Linked DNA regions of Sus scrofa: region 1 is linked to region 2. The links are chromatin contacts, called in public Hi-C maps. All regions are on one chromosome and are shown on one strand. Each heading gives the region's core, a stretch centred on a gene start, on an enhancer-like site or on the middle of the called end of the contact. The rest is flanking DNA. Distances are from core to core; before and after follow the strand shown. Region 1 has its middle 920 kb from the start of NR2F2. Region 2 has its middle 150 kb from the start of NR2F2.

Region 1 (7,438 bases), core at 1,525-4,024, 770 kb after region 2:
AGTTATAAGCACAACAACCCAGAAGAGCAGGGAATGGAATTTAGGAAATTTAGGAAATTTAATTCAGGTGTATTTTCCATTGCTGTGAATACTTTGCATCCGCTTGTACATTGAAATGATGGTGCACCTATATAATCATGATACATCAATAGGTTCTGATAGGATGTAGTCTAGATTATACATGTACTATATAAAATACATATGTCATTTATTATGTATTTATAATATAGAAATATTTATTAATTATATACATGTTTTTATTGGTCTACTCACACTCATATAGATGCTCATGCAGTTCTGGTCTTCTTTATTGAAACTCTGGCTCAAGCTCACTTCACCGAGCAAGAAGGCACCAGCATTTTTATTCTCACAGCAATTACTAGCAAGGCCCAAGCCCCTGCTTTCCTGTCCTTCCATCTCCCTTCTCAACAAGAGAGAAAGTCATTCTGACAGGATGATGCACAGCACGACCAGGCAAGACCTCGCTCCTTCATGAATAAATTAGAGATGAAAGTTTAACTGATCCCCTTGCATTTTTATGGAGGACCTCATCCTAATTTACCTAAATGCTTTGAGTAGAAGGAAAGAAAATGTAAGAGGCTAAGGTGGAAAGGTTAAAATCCATGTTTAAATGGAGTTTTTTTTTTTTTTTTTTTTCCAACACACCACAACACATGGATGCCTGCCACCGTACTGATGATTTCTTACTCAAACATTTAAGGGAGAAACCGAAGAAAGGAAGAATTTTTTTCCCTGCCACTATTGCTTTTTATTTGAGCTGCTGCAGGTGTGACTAATAATTCTTAGTTCAAGAAATTCTGTACAGATAACACACAAACACACACACATATATATATATAAAGCACAGGAATGGAGACCCTGAACCATCTGTATTTAAGATACTATTTTTCTCAGTGGAGCTCAAATTCTATGAAAATGGCACTTTTTTCTTAAAGCACTTGTAGGATATGCTCAGGGGATCCCCGATTTCAGTATGTTCTCCACCAATACATTTTTAGTACTAGGCAGCCATGCCAGGAGATGCAGGCAAATAATATGCAGGAGATGTGGTCAAAATACTAAGTGTTCCCATATAGAATCAGACCCCGTGAGCTGACGGTTTGGGAATCCTGTTTTTGGCAGTGGCTATTACCTGATGCTTCAGAAGCCAGGAATGAATTCGCATGACCCCAGCCCTTAAGAGGTACCCTATAGAAAAATAGGAAATTGGCAAGTAGGATCATAATACAGATTTGCTGAAGTTGTCTTTCCTAGAAATCTTTGCCTTCAGTTCTGCACCTGGTGAGTTTACCTGCAAATATCCTGTGAACTGTTACTGTTTGCAATTGATCATTTAATAGGGAGAAGAGCCCTATGCTCATTCTTGTTCTCTCTGGCCTTTGGCTCCTGAAAAGTTTGCTAAATATTGTGTCCTGATAAATATTTGAATGTGCAAACTTGTCAGGTATGACTGAAACAATAAGGAGTAATACTTTGAAAGACTGGTCAATGAAGGAAATTAAATCATTTCAATCACTTCAATCACTTTTTTTCTTAATGGAAATTTAATATCAGTTGTAAAAAGGCAGAGGATAAAGAGGCAAGTCTATTCATTTTGTAACTCCACTATTCCCTTAAAACTTAAGCAAACTAAAGTTTAAATATATGTTTTATGTTTTAAATTTTGTTTTCCTAGAATAAAATCACTTTGACATCTCATTGCACTTTGTCCTAATAAGGAAAACTCTTGAATCTAGTCCACGGCACACGACATGCACATTTTTACAGAAAACCTTGTGATTTTACTCAAGTTTATCATAATTGTCATATCAGTTTCAAAAATAAACAAATCTCAAGGACAAGATATACTATTTTCATTCCAGTGATTCCAAATTTTAATAACCATTCTAAATTAGTACTAACTAAAAGCTCAGTGTGTGACTGGCGATTCTTATTTTACATTGTGTTTTGTCTTTTTGTTTTTTTTTTTGCTAAAATGACTAATGTTCCTGAAGTATTTACCCCAATCCACCATTAACATTTCTGACATCTTAATTAGCATTTGGGCAGAGCCTAGACCATCTCCACTAAACAGAAGCACAACATTTCAGAGAGTCCCACAGACTAGCTGTGGATATTTTTTGAAAGTTAAAACTCTTTCTTTTCCCTTTCCTTTTGATCATCTTTCTGCAATGGATGGTCTCTCTTTCCTTCCCCCCATTTGTCATTAGAGGAATGTAATTTCAAGACCCTTTTCTTCTACTTGCGACTTCCTCTAAACAAAAGGACACAATAAATAAACACAGGAGATAAGGCAGTTTCTCCCCCTCCCCACTCAACCTCTCCCTTGAAACTGAGCAGCCAGAACCACTTTAGTCCCTCAGATATTGTCCTGAATTAGTATCCATGCCAATGCAGGAGTGTATGATAATAAGAAACACCAAACAGGGGCCGACTGTAATATGTGTTTTGATATATATTATTTTTAGTGTTTTTGGCAAACCTATCTTGCTGAGTATACTGATGAAGTTTGCAAGTAATTGTGTACGCGTTTCTGTGAAAGATAAATGACCTTCCTTCCCAAGGACGCTTGGCCAGGCCTTAATCCTGAGTGTGTGTGTGTGTGTGTGTGTGTGTGTGTGTGTGTGTGTAACTGTTTTTGAAAGCCTGACAAGGCATCTTGATCATTTCCTCATTTTGAGGCCTACCCACAGCCTCGCACACGGCCCCCCTTTCTGAAATGTTATTATTCTGTCGTGAGGCCTTCTTCAGCCAGGATGTTACTTCATTTCCACGTTTTGTCTCAGCCTGAATGTGAATGATGCTCTTTCAGCAATATACAGCCGCTTAAACTCCCTGCTGCTGGCTTACATAAATATACAACACCCGTCTCGCCCTATAACTCACTTTAGGCCTGGAAAAATAGTGACTTCCTTTATTGGTCAGATTCTCTCGCAATTCCCAACAGCTGTATGTTCTCACCTCTGAGGATCCTTATCTTCAAGTTTCCATTTGTCTCAGCACTATTCCAGTGGATTGCCAATAAAAATGATTCCCATTTTTATAACCCTTGAGAACACAGAATCCAGCTTTCCAGAGAAACTGATTTCCGCCCCCACCCCCACAAATAAACAAACAAACAAAACCTCAGTACGACTTACCTAAAAGGCTATTTTGTCTTTAGGAGACATGGTCTTGAAACTGAGTGAGCTGAGGGATTCAGGAAAATGTGAAGTGTGGGCTTTAAACCCAGTAATTATATTCAAGAAAATCTGTGTTTATTTTCTCCCTCAAGAGAACAAATTGGGAGATACGGCATGTAATCATTAAAATAACATGTGTTCAGAGGTGTATTTCATAGCCATATATGTAAGAGACTCTATAGAAAAGGAAAACCACCTTGGTATTACATTATTCGTTTATCTTCATTAATAAATTAACATTACTTCCCGGGCTTCTGAACTGAAAATTATTTTTAAATGGGTGGGTTCTTTGAATTTATTTATTAAAGGACATGACGTAGGAAAGGAAAAAAAAGTGCCTTTAAACTTGAAATTGTTACGCAGTTGAAAGGTAATATAATGGATATAGGCACCTAATTTAGTTAGATGCCAGTGAGTCATGGACTTGGGCAAAGGCTCTGTTTACTGCTGTGGCATTTGGGACAGCTTGCTGTTTATCTGAACCTCAGTTACTGCTTCTGTCAAATGGGGGCTAACTCCCTCCCTCTCATGTTTTGAGGATTAAAAAAAGAAGAGATGGACTCACCAGTGAAATACAATATGAACAACATACAGATTTCTTGCTACTTGTTTCCCTCTGTAATAAAGTTGCGGTTACTATCGGCAAGTTTTAAATAAAAGTGTTCTGGAAGATTAGGGGCATGAAATGAAGAAAATGAGTAGTGTGGGTACTTGCACTGGAGCCACAAAACCACATACTAAAGGGAAGGGCAAGACTATTAAATACTAATGTGTCAAAGCTTCACTTAAAAAAAAAAAAAAAAGATGTGAATTCAAGGAACAGGGAAATTACCAGATTAAAGTGAGTGATACCCCTCTTTTATGACCTTGCAAGTCTCAATAGGAGGAAGAAAGATGATTGCAGACTTGCAGCATGCGTTAGCGGAAGGGACTGTGTGGGAGCTGAGTGCCCAGTGGAAACTGACAATTGTTACTCTCTGTTGCAAAACTCTGGCTTTGGGATTTGTTTTCCTTTCCTGCTCCCTCTGTCCAACTTCCCCTCCAATCCCCGCCTCCACCAAAGCATGAATGATTATTTTGGAAAGTCACCTAGCTGTGTTCCACACATTCAACTTGCTCCCAAAGACAGCTCCAAATGAACTCCAATGATCCTTTCAACATGTATGCTCGATATGTCCTAGAAATGTGCACGCTCCTCCTTCTTACTCTCTCTTCCTGGATGTTTGTGCAGGAGTTGCTTTTTATAAATTCTCCTCAGCACTCTCAAATCAGCCCCAAATCTCCAAAACTGTCTCTTTGAGAGGGAGGTGATTGTAATCTTATAGCCCACATCATTGAAGGCAGCCCAGTCTTGTATTGCCCATTTCCTCAAACAGCTGTGGGTAGAACTTAACATTTTCTTAGGGTCAAATGTTCCCTTGTCAGTGGGGAAATTTTTCTGCTCTAAATGAAATGTTACAAAATACATTTTCCCCCACCCCCCTCCTCAAAAGCTCTGGACTCAGAGCTGTTTTATTTATCCCACCATTCAGAGGACTGTAAAACATGCTGTTTCACATTGTAACATAAGCTCTTTTTTAAAGTGTGCCCTGAGTATTTGCAATTGTTATCAGGCCCAGATGTATCCGAGTGTCAGCATGAAGTTCTGTTCCTTGGCTCAGACACAGAAAAGGTAATTAGCTCCAAGGCCTCTGTGCTAAGTTTGTAGGAGAAGCAGCAGCCTGAGAATAACCATTTGCTTCTCTCCTAACTTCTTCCCCATCCCACCTCCCCCAACCCAAAATACAGAGGTTAGAATCTTTTGTTCCTGAAGCTGTTCTGAGAAGAGCAAATACATGTTTTGATTGAGATTTTTGAAGGAGGGAGAGCCAATGGTAAGAGTCAGCTGGAGAAAAGAGATGCGCAAAACCTAGGCCTGGGAGTAGAGGGGGTTAGAGGATCTCGAACAGAAAATGTGCTACTCATGGAGTGTTAAGCCTGCACACTTGAAATCCCAAATCATATTATTTTGCTTTCTTCTCCCTTCAATTTCTCCCTCTTGGCCATCAACTTTTAAAAACGGAGCCAGGAAGGGACATTCACACTTTAGAGGCAATATTTCCCAACCAGTGCTCCATCCCATGGCTTATTCCAGAGAAAAATTCCTAGATAACATGAAGAAAGCAGACCTGGCATGATGCCACCAAGGAGGGGCATGAGCTAACAGGAGCTGCTTTCTTGAAAAAACTGATCTGCATATTCGTTTCAGAAAAAAAAAATTTAAAAAAAAAGGTAAAACCAAACAAAAATAGGTGAGTCATTTACCCAATACAGTTCACATTGGTGAAGGCAGCATAATTCCTTTCTGACCCTTGCAGGAAATCAGTTTATGCCCTGAAGCATGAAATTTGATTGTAATTATTTTAGCTTGCTCGGCTACATATGTTATTGATGATCTTTCCTAAAAATCACCAGCCTTTTAGAAATCCTGCCACAGTACTTGACTCAATGACCTGTAAGGTATACATAATAGAAAATAAACCATGCAGGGTTTCGCTATTGATTGTTCCATCGAAAGACACTCTTCCTAAAGAGCAAAGCACCCGTGTTATACAACAATGGTATATAAAACAAGATTGTATTTATGAACGTCTAAATATTTATAAAATGTGCAAAATTCCACATGTGTTAACCGACTGCCTGGAGATCTTAAGTATCTTAGAAAATTCAAAGTTCAAGTAGACATTTTGCCCTTAGCTTACAAAAACCTGTTTTTCTTTTTCTTCTTTCTTTTCGTTCTTTTTTTTTTTTTTTTTTTGTTGCAAGTACACCAAAGTGATAAGTTGAGACAATTACCTACATGATGTAGGTTTCCCAGCCTGTTTGTTGAGAATACATATTGAGGTGAAGACCCCAACTAGTCAGGTGCACTTAGCGAAGTTTTTGAATAATTTTCCAATTTCTCACTTTGTTTTCTTGCTCAAGAAATGAGTAAATAAAGATATGTAAATAAAGAATAAATCAGATAAGCCAGATAATACAAAATTAGAACTTCCTAGGGTGCTGGATCCTTGAATCCCAGTATGGAGGCTTGTGGTGGTGAACTATTCTTCCCCAGCAGTGTGTTATCTTAAGAAAATCAGGAGTTCCTATTGTGGCTCAGTGGTTAACGAACCCGACTAGTATCCATGAGGATGTGGGTTCGATCCCTGGACTCGCTCAGTGGGTTAACGATCCAGCATTGCCATGAGCTGTGGTGTAAGTCACAGATGCAGCTCGGATCCAGCCCTGCTGTGGCCGTGGCATAGGTTGGTGACTACGCCTCTGATTGATTCAGCTCCTAGCCTGGGAACCTCCATATGCAGCAGGTGCAACCCTAAAAAAAGACAAAAGACCAAAAAAAAAAAAAAAAGAAAGAAAAAGAAAATCAAAGACATGTCTTGGTAGTCAGAGAAAGTTCCTTTTCATAGTACAGGAAATACATGACAGCATATATGCATTTTTGTTGTTGTTATTTTGCTCTTTAGAGAATGTGACCTTCCTTTCTGATCAAGAAAACCTAATTGAGAGAATTCAATCTTGACCACAATTTGAATCTCCACCTAAATCTCTTGCTAGAGTTAAGTTTTACTCAGAATTTGGAATGGCTTGGGGTACACCACGATTTCTCCTTCTGCTCTGCCTCCAAAAACGTCGTGCAAACCTATTCAATGGTGTGTGCCTGGCAACAACTATGTGAACACACATGGACACATAGCCTGTGGAATTTCCACCTTATCAATAGAGAACAATATTTTAAAAACCAATAATGCAATAAATGCAGTATCCCATAATATGTAGGAATGGGGAGCAGTGAATGACGTAATCTGAGGGAATGCCCAGAGAAACAGGACCCCAGATGGTGGCTGGGAAGGAGGAAAATGTTCTCGGGGGAGGGATATTGAATGAGATTTGAAGCTTGGGTAAGAATTACACAGGCAGGTGGAAGGCAAAACACATTTCACACTGAAGACCTGTCTCTCCCAGTGAAAGCCATTTGAGTTTGCTTAAGAGGTCTGAGCTCTTCCTTCAGAGGAAAAGTTAACCTTAGCATATTATGGACCAGGTGTGTACAGGACATCTGCCCTGTGAGTTGTCACAGGGACACTCCTAATCTCAGGGCATCCTTATGACTCTTTCTGACTCCACTGTGATTTATTTTCCAGATTCCACTCCCATAACCCCTTATTTGACACCAAAAGAGGCATTAGAAAGCC
Region 2 (7,111 bases), core at 2,569-5,068:
TCCAATAAAATTTTACTTATGGATGGAGGTTTGAATTTCAGATGATTTTCATGTGCGTATTACTCTTCTTTTGATTTTTTATATGATCTGAAAATTTTAAATCCATCCCTGGCTCATGAGCCACATGAGAACAGACACTGTTTTGCCAAGCCCTGATATAAGATGATCAAACTGAAGAAAGAATAATAATTATCCTGTGCAAGGCTTGCGAATCAAATGAAGAAAGGAGGCATGTTTGCCTTAGAAAACAAAAGATCTTTCAATTAAGAAGAGTTGAAACAAACTCTATGTTTACTTTGTCTCTCTCCCCATCCCATCTGGTAGCATAGGGTTAAAGGGACAGGTTCCAGAACTAGTCTGTTTAGTTAAATTCCCTAGCTCCTAGCTAGATGTGTGACTTATTACAAGTTACTTAACCCTTTCTTGTAGAATTCAGTTGACTCATTTGATAAAATTAGAGGTGGCATTGTAAGCATTCAATAAGTTAATGTTAGGAGAGGTGCGGGTTTGCAATCAGTGTTCAATATACTGGCACAGGTCTGGTGACATAGTAAGTGTGAAATAGTGCTTTCATTATTTTCATTACAGTTATCACCATTATTATTGTTGTTATTATCAGGGAGAAGCTAGATAGGCATACATGAGAGTTTCATTGAAGGAATTCCGACTTTTCACGGAAGGCTGAACTAATAGATGCTTAGATGTTTTCTTGTTCTAACAATCAGTGTTCTCTTCAATTTAATGCCTGAGGCTTCCACCATGAGACTCAAGTGTTGTTGAAATCCGAGAATAAAGAGCACAATATTTTAATCATTAATGTTAGCTAGCCTTGACAATAGGTAAAAAAGTATTTTCCTTCTCCTTGATCTCTCTTGATCTTGGATCTTGGATTTACTTCTCAGGGTGCTTTATTAACTATAACTTGCATAGGTGCTGACTTGTCGTAATACTACTTTAATGTTATCCCCATATGGGAAAGTGAGAAGAGGAAAGATCTTTGCTTTGTCATGGGAAATGGGTCACACCAAAAGCATTAAGCAAGGACATAATTCTTCCTGCGAACTGTAATCACCTACCAGGTGATGCTGAATACCGGGTTAGCTGTGAGAATACTCTAGGACTGGTGTGGGGGTCATATGATGCTGTATGACTGTTCTCCAAGTCCATCTTGACCACTGTTGAGAAGAGAGATATGAAAGTAGACCTCCACATGTCCCCTATCCCCTGGGTATAACTCTCGTCCTGTACTGTTGTCTCTGACTTTTGTGTTTTCGAGTCTGCTTATCCTTACTGGTGTCTGATTGCTTCCCCTTGTTTTCTCTGTTGCCTGGCTAGAAAAGATGTCTCGGAGTGGTAAGCAAATGGTGAAGCCACAGAAGGGCACTAGAGGAGATCATTTATGGCAACATCTTCATTTCCCAGATGAGGAGACCAAGGCTCAGATAAGATAGAACCTCTTGGCATCCCCGTGGCTTCCAGTCCAGTGCCCTTTTTATTTGACCACATTAATCTTTGACAATAAGCAGGATATGATGTAGGGATGCTTTCAGGGGTTGGGAGGTCAGGACAGCCAGATGGACATGAACTCCACATTCATGCCTGGAATATAGAGTTTCGGCATTATTTCCACATAAAGATATACTATAACCAGAATAATATTCTCAATTTGAACATTTATGGATGACATTAATGAATTTTAAGTATTAAAACCTAATCCATTTTTTAAACCTTGTTTGGGTGAAATAAATCCTTGTTTGGGTATCTTTATTATTTCATATACTGGACTCTCAAAATGTGGCATTGGTCTCTGCCTTTCTATAACTCCAAAAGTCTTAGTGATAAGAATGTGAAACCATAATATTTAAGTGGCTATGGGCCTGTGAAGAGATGATTACCGAAAGAGGAGCTGGTAGATGCACAGAACAATATCAAGACAGACCTTGTTGATGTTAGATGAGGAGTTGAAAAAAGTCAACATGGAAGGGAGGAAGGAATAATAGAGAGGGAGCTAGTAGGAAAATGGGGAGTGATGGGACCACAGTGATTCCCAAGAATTTAAGGAGAAGGAGGAAAGCCATAGCTCTCTGGTGGAGTAAGGCTTCTAGCATTTTCTCCACAGTAGGCATAGGGAATAATCCCCATAACCTCCCCCACTTCCACGTCACTTAATAAAAACTTCAATCATCTCATGTGTGTTTTGGAAGTGTGAAAGAATTTGAATGGACTCTTCCTATTTTCCACCCTGACCCAAGATGGTTTACAGAGCAAAAAGTTCCAAGGTTGCACATAGTAACTATTGTTAGGAATGCAAATAGATTTGGCTTTTTATAGTATCATATAAAATGATACACTGACATGAACTAAAAGTGATGATTGACCCAAATTCCTTTTTTTAAATAATTATGTCTATAAAATTGGATAACTACCTTAACTCCATCTTGTATGAGATATTTTTGCTAATCTCTTATTCATTCATTTAAAGTATACCTGTGCTAATGGCTTGTTCATTTAGGAAATCCTTTTTGATGAGGATAAAGAATTCTTCTGCAAAAACAAGTTGAAGTTCTAAAATTTGTTTATCACAGTGAAGGCTCCAAGATCACACATGTCCATTAGAGGTATTCAGTACAGGGTCACTGAAGGGCTGCAAGAGACAGCCAATTAGACGTCTGTTTTTCCTTTCAAAGTCCTGTCTGTTTCTTTCACCCTCTTCAAAACACCCTTAAGTAGGCATATACCAAGAGGTCAAAGTAAAAGGAAAAAAAAGAAAGTTAAAAAAAAAAGACTTTAAACAATGAGAGTTTTCTTTTCTTATCCAATAGCCATGTGCATTTTAAATACCCATCATTATGAAGAGAAAAATGAAGCCAAGTGTCTGATAAGATGTGCTGCAAAGTAGAATGATATCTATTTTGTCAAGACTTCTGACTCAGGCCGCAAAAGTGACTGAATGAAATAATTGATTTCCCACCGTGCACGAAAGAGGGCTTCAAAGTTGTTGCAGAAGTATTTGTTTAGAGTCAGGAGGATCAAGACTTTCTGGTATTTACAGCGGAAAAAACAACAACAAGCAGCCTATCTTTTAGAAAAGGAATGCATGGTTAAATTGGCTCAGCCTGTCCTTAGCAACCTGAACTCAGAGGCCACATTTTTTCCTCTCTAAGAAGCAAGTGGGAACTTGAAAAGTATGTAGCATGTCGTGAAAAGGGAGCAGTGAACTTTGCCCAGGTCTGCAGCCAGCACTGAAATCTGAACCTTTAGAAGTTTCAGGACTGGTGGATTCCCACCCCCCCCCCTTCCTTTTAAATCCCTGTCATCTAGTGCCTTCACAAAGTACCTTAGTCTGGAAACAGAGTCCCACTCCTAAGAGAAAATCTGGTCTCTAAGTATTTCTGTTGTTGTTAAAAAGGAAGTATTAAAAACAAAACCCAAAACATTAAAATCCAACTTTATGATTATTATATTTACCTTAGTTTTATAAAGCAGGAAGACATACAGAGAGATTTTCTTTTTTTTCTTTTTTCTTTGTTTGCATTCCTTTTACGGCTAGCTTTCAAAATTTTTGAGATTCCCCATGCAGAGATGATCGGCAGTTGGAAAGATCTCCCGTATGTTGTTGGGGGAGAAAAAAGAAATCAACGAAAACGTCCTTGCATTCAGGCTGCTTGCGGTAGGAATCTTTTCACAACAACAAGTTACTCGGTAATTTGAGCGGCGTTCGTTCCTGAAATTCTTTCACATAATTGAAGATTAATTTGATTCCCTAGATTGTTGAGGGTTGTTGACAGTGGGGGGCTGGGGTGGGTGGAAATAGATTATTCAAATCACAAAGAAGGAGGTGTGCCCTAAGTGGCTGTTCCATTACTGCTCAGAAATGTTTGCCTTCCTAAGTGTTCATCAGACTCAGAGGGGCAGGATCGTGCTGGAGGGAGAAGAGGGTGCTGCCAATGTTCAGAAAGCAGGTGAACTTTAGAGAAACCGAAATATTTTGTCAAGAGGGTTCTATGTATTAATGGCTCCTCCAGAATCCATTAACGCCAAAACAAGCCGGCTCAAGGGCTCTGGCTTTCTCAAGTGCCTAATGTAAACAATATGAAAGTCAATAGTGGGGGACATTCCAAGATAGTATTAACACGATTGATTTATTGATGCTTGCACAATGGGAGGTTATCTTTTGTTAATTGACTCAGTAAATAAACTGGAAGGCGGCAGGGGATGGGGAAGAAGTAGCTGGTAGAGTAAAGGTGAGGTACCTGGATTATAATTTGTTCAGCTCTCAGCCTATCTTGGTAAATTTCAGATGCCATTTCTGCTGCCAACCTCAAACACCATTGAACGAAATTAATTCTGCCCAGAACTTAACATCCATTCCTCTGGAGGGGAAGACCCAAAGGCCATGGATTCCTGTCAAACACTATATCTATCTATCTATATACATCATCTATATCTACTTCTATCTGTATATAATTTATATACACACATATATCTATATATAACATATATAGATATACACATATTGTTATATATAAAACATATATATATATATATATATATATATTAAACTTTTGCTTCAGGAAGATTCAAAACTTGGTAACAGTAAGGTAGTAAAGTGTTGAAGTAAGAACTAGAGAGAGAGAAAATCCATCCACTCTACTTCTTTACAAATCTAGAAACAGTAAAGTTTCATGGAAGATGTGTGAAATACTTGTAAATCCTTAGTAGTGAGTAATTGCTAAGGGTAGAAAAAAAATGCATCTTTTTCTATTCACGGATACTTTTTCAAAAGGCTGCTATAATTTGCTAGTTCCTCCTGGGAGAGAAAAAAACCACCATCAACAAACCCCGTATAAATTCTGAGCAGTTTCCCAGTATTTTATCAACGGAACTGGAATCTCTTGGATGGATATATAACATTTTAGACTTGTCTAGATGGAGTCTTTTTGAGACTTTTAAACCCTCATCAGAGATAGTTTAAAAATTAAAATTGTCACTGTGCATTAATTTCCATCTTAAGGAAGATCAATTTCCTTTAAGTTGGTTTTCCCTTGGTCTCCTTAAGGCTGTTTATTTATTTATTTTTGTGATGTGGGTATCCTCTAACTCCTGGCATTTTTCCTTCTCTTCCCTCTGCCAGCTCCTTCCCATCTATTCCAGTTACTGGCTGTATTCTCTGCACATGTGTCCAAAGTCTGGGTCAAGTATGCATCAACACCTGTACCAGCTCAGTTCCTTCTCTTCCTGTCACCCTGTCCCAGCTGCTCCTCCCACTATCTCCCTTCCTAACTCCCCAACACCTGTACTTCCCTGCCCCCATCCCACCCCTTTTCTCGTTATCTTTGGCCCCAAAACTTGAAGTTCACCTTTCTCCTCCACTTTCCTCACTTATCCTTGGTAAGTTCTCAAGTCCTATAGATCCTACTTCTTTTATCTATTTGTTTCTTTTATGTAAGGTTCACATACTATAACTTTTCCTTCCCAGCTAGACTACATTGGCCCAAGGATTGGCACATGGTAAGTGTTCAGTTAACATCTCTTGAATGAGGGCATAAATGAGTGCGTTTCTTTGCCTACTACTGTATATTTCTTCACAAAAATTATCTCAGATCACAGTATTACAGGGCTCAGAAACTATCAGTTACTAGTTAACTCTCAAATTAAGTGTAAACTATTCTTTTCAAGATACCCATAATCTATTTTTTTCTGTTTTCACTAAACTCATAAACATCCTATGCTCAATCCAAAATATTGCTCAATTTCCCTGAAACTCTTCATATCTGTCTACCTCTCTATCTTAGGGTATCTTTATTTCTTCAACCAGAATATTCAATCTTCTTTCCAAGATCAATTTTTGCCAGGTTCCTAAAGCTCAACTCCATGGAGGTACTTTTGGTTCCATATGCCTTTCTCTCAGCTCAGTTGGATGTCTTCTCTCCCTTTGGGGTAGCATTTCTTTTATTTAGCCTGTATTATAGATATTTCTGTACTTGATTTATCCTTTCCTAATAGAAAGTAAACACTTAGGAGACAGTAGTTAAATCTTACTTCTTTTTCTGTGCCTGGATTCTCAATGCCTCATAAATAGTAAGTTCATAGTATACTATCATTAAATTACACTGATTTTTATTTCTTTCTTTTGTTGCAAGATTTTTTTCTTTCTTTTTTGATGCATGTTCAGCATTGTGTGTGTGTGTGTGTGTGTGTGTGTGTGTGTGGCTTCACTATTTGCTAGCCCAATTAATGTCTTTAGTCTTGAAATACACATTTGTTAATCATTATCTTAAAACTGTCTTCAAGATGAATGGAGATGTGGGAGAAAAACTTCAGTTCACTTTGGATTTACCCAACTTTCTGTTCTTTCCATGCCTCTTTTAATGTCTGGGAATTTGTTACTCTAAAGTTCCACTGCACAGGGCTGCCTGCAATTTGAGATGCAAACGCCCAACTCTGTGGGCCACTTTTTAGAAGCCTGTGGTCATTCGGGAAACAAAGGCACTCCTGTTTCCTCTTCTCAATAACAATTAAGACATCAGATTAATAGAATCCTTAAATTCTTGAATGATGCTTGCAGAATAGTTTGTGTTTGCGTTAACACAAAGGAATATTTTCCAAGCCATAAAGGTCACTGAAGAAATAAGAGAGAGGAAGCTTATGAATGGGGTACGCTGGTAGATTTTTGGAGAATGGCATGTGTCCTTCGCAGTATGTTCTGGTTTTGGAGCTGCTCGTCCTGGGAGTGCTCTGTGATTTACTCCGGAGAAGGATTTCCTGGGCCAGGAATCCCCTGTGTTTGAAGGAGCCTTCCTTCTGGAGGAGAGGAAATGGGGAGGGGGAGTGGGAGGGCGAAGTTTCTCTTCACTTCTAGGGTTTGCTTAATGAGTGTAATGTTGTTGCTAATGGGATTGAGTCACAATAGCTATCCCTAACCTTGTCACCAAGACCGGTCTTCTACATGCCCCTTTTTTCAATATTGTCTGCCTGGTAACTATGCAGAAGTCTGTTCTTCCAATTTTCTAAGTGGTAATCCTAGAATTATCTGGGCTCAGAAATAAATGAAGAACTCGTGTACAGGACTCAAATTTCCCTACAGGGGTTGTAACTGAAACAAGGATTA

Evidence for each region. Hi-C and Micro-C count contacts between places; a contact is called where the count stands out from the background.
Region 1: a contact with region 2 is called in a Hi-C map of liver, with 2.8 times the contacts expected there. The contact joins two enhancer-like sites.

What each region holds. Positions count from the first base shown.
Region 1 is chr7:84,008,072-84,015,509 of Sscrofa11.1, forward strand. No RefSeq gene overlaps it. Among named protein-coding and RNA genes, the nearest start is that of NR2F2, 920 kb to the left of the region's middle. Within about 2 kb of position 2,775, at least 19 of the 83 cell types and tissues checked have an H3K27ac peak or open chromatin away from gene starts, as enhancers often do. A contact at or near this core is called in liver, where this site is marked.
Region 2 is chr7:83,233,538-83,240,648 of Sscrofa11.1, forward strand. No RefSeq gene overlaps it. Among named protein-coding and RNA genes, the nearest start is that of NR2F2, 150 kb to the left of the region's middle. Within about 2 kb of position 3,819, at least 16 of the 83 cell types and tissues checked have an H3K27ac peak or open chromatin away from gene starts, as enhancers often do. A contact at or near this core is called in liver, where this site is marked.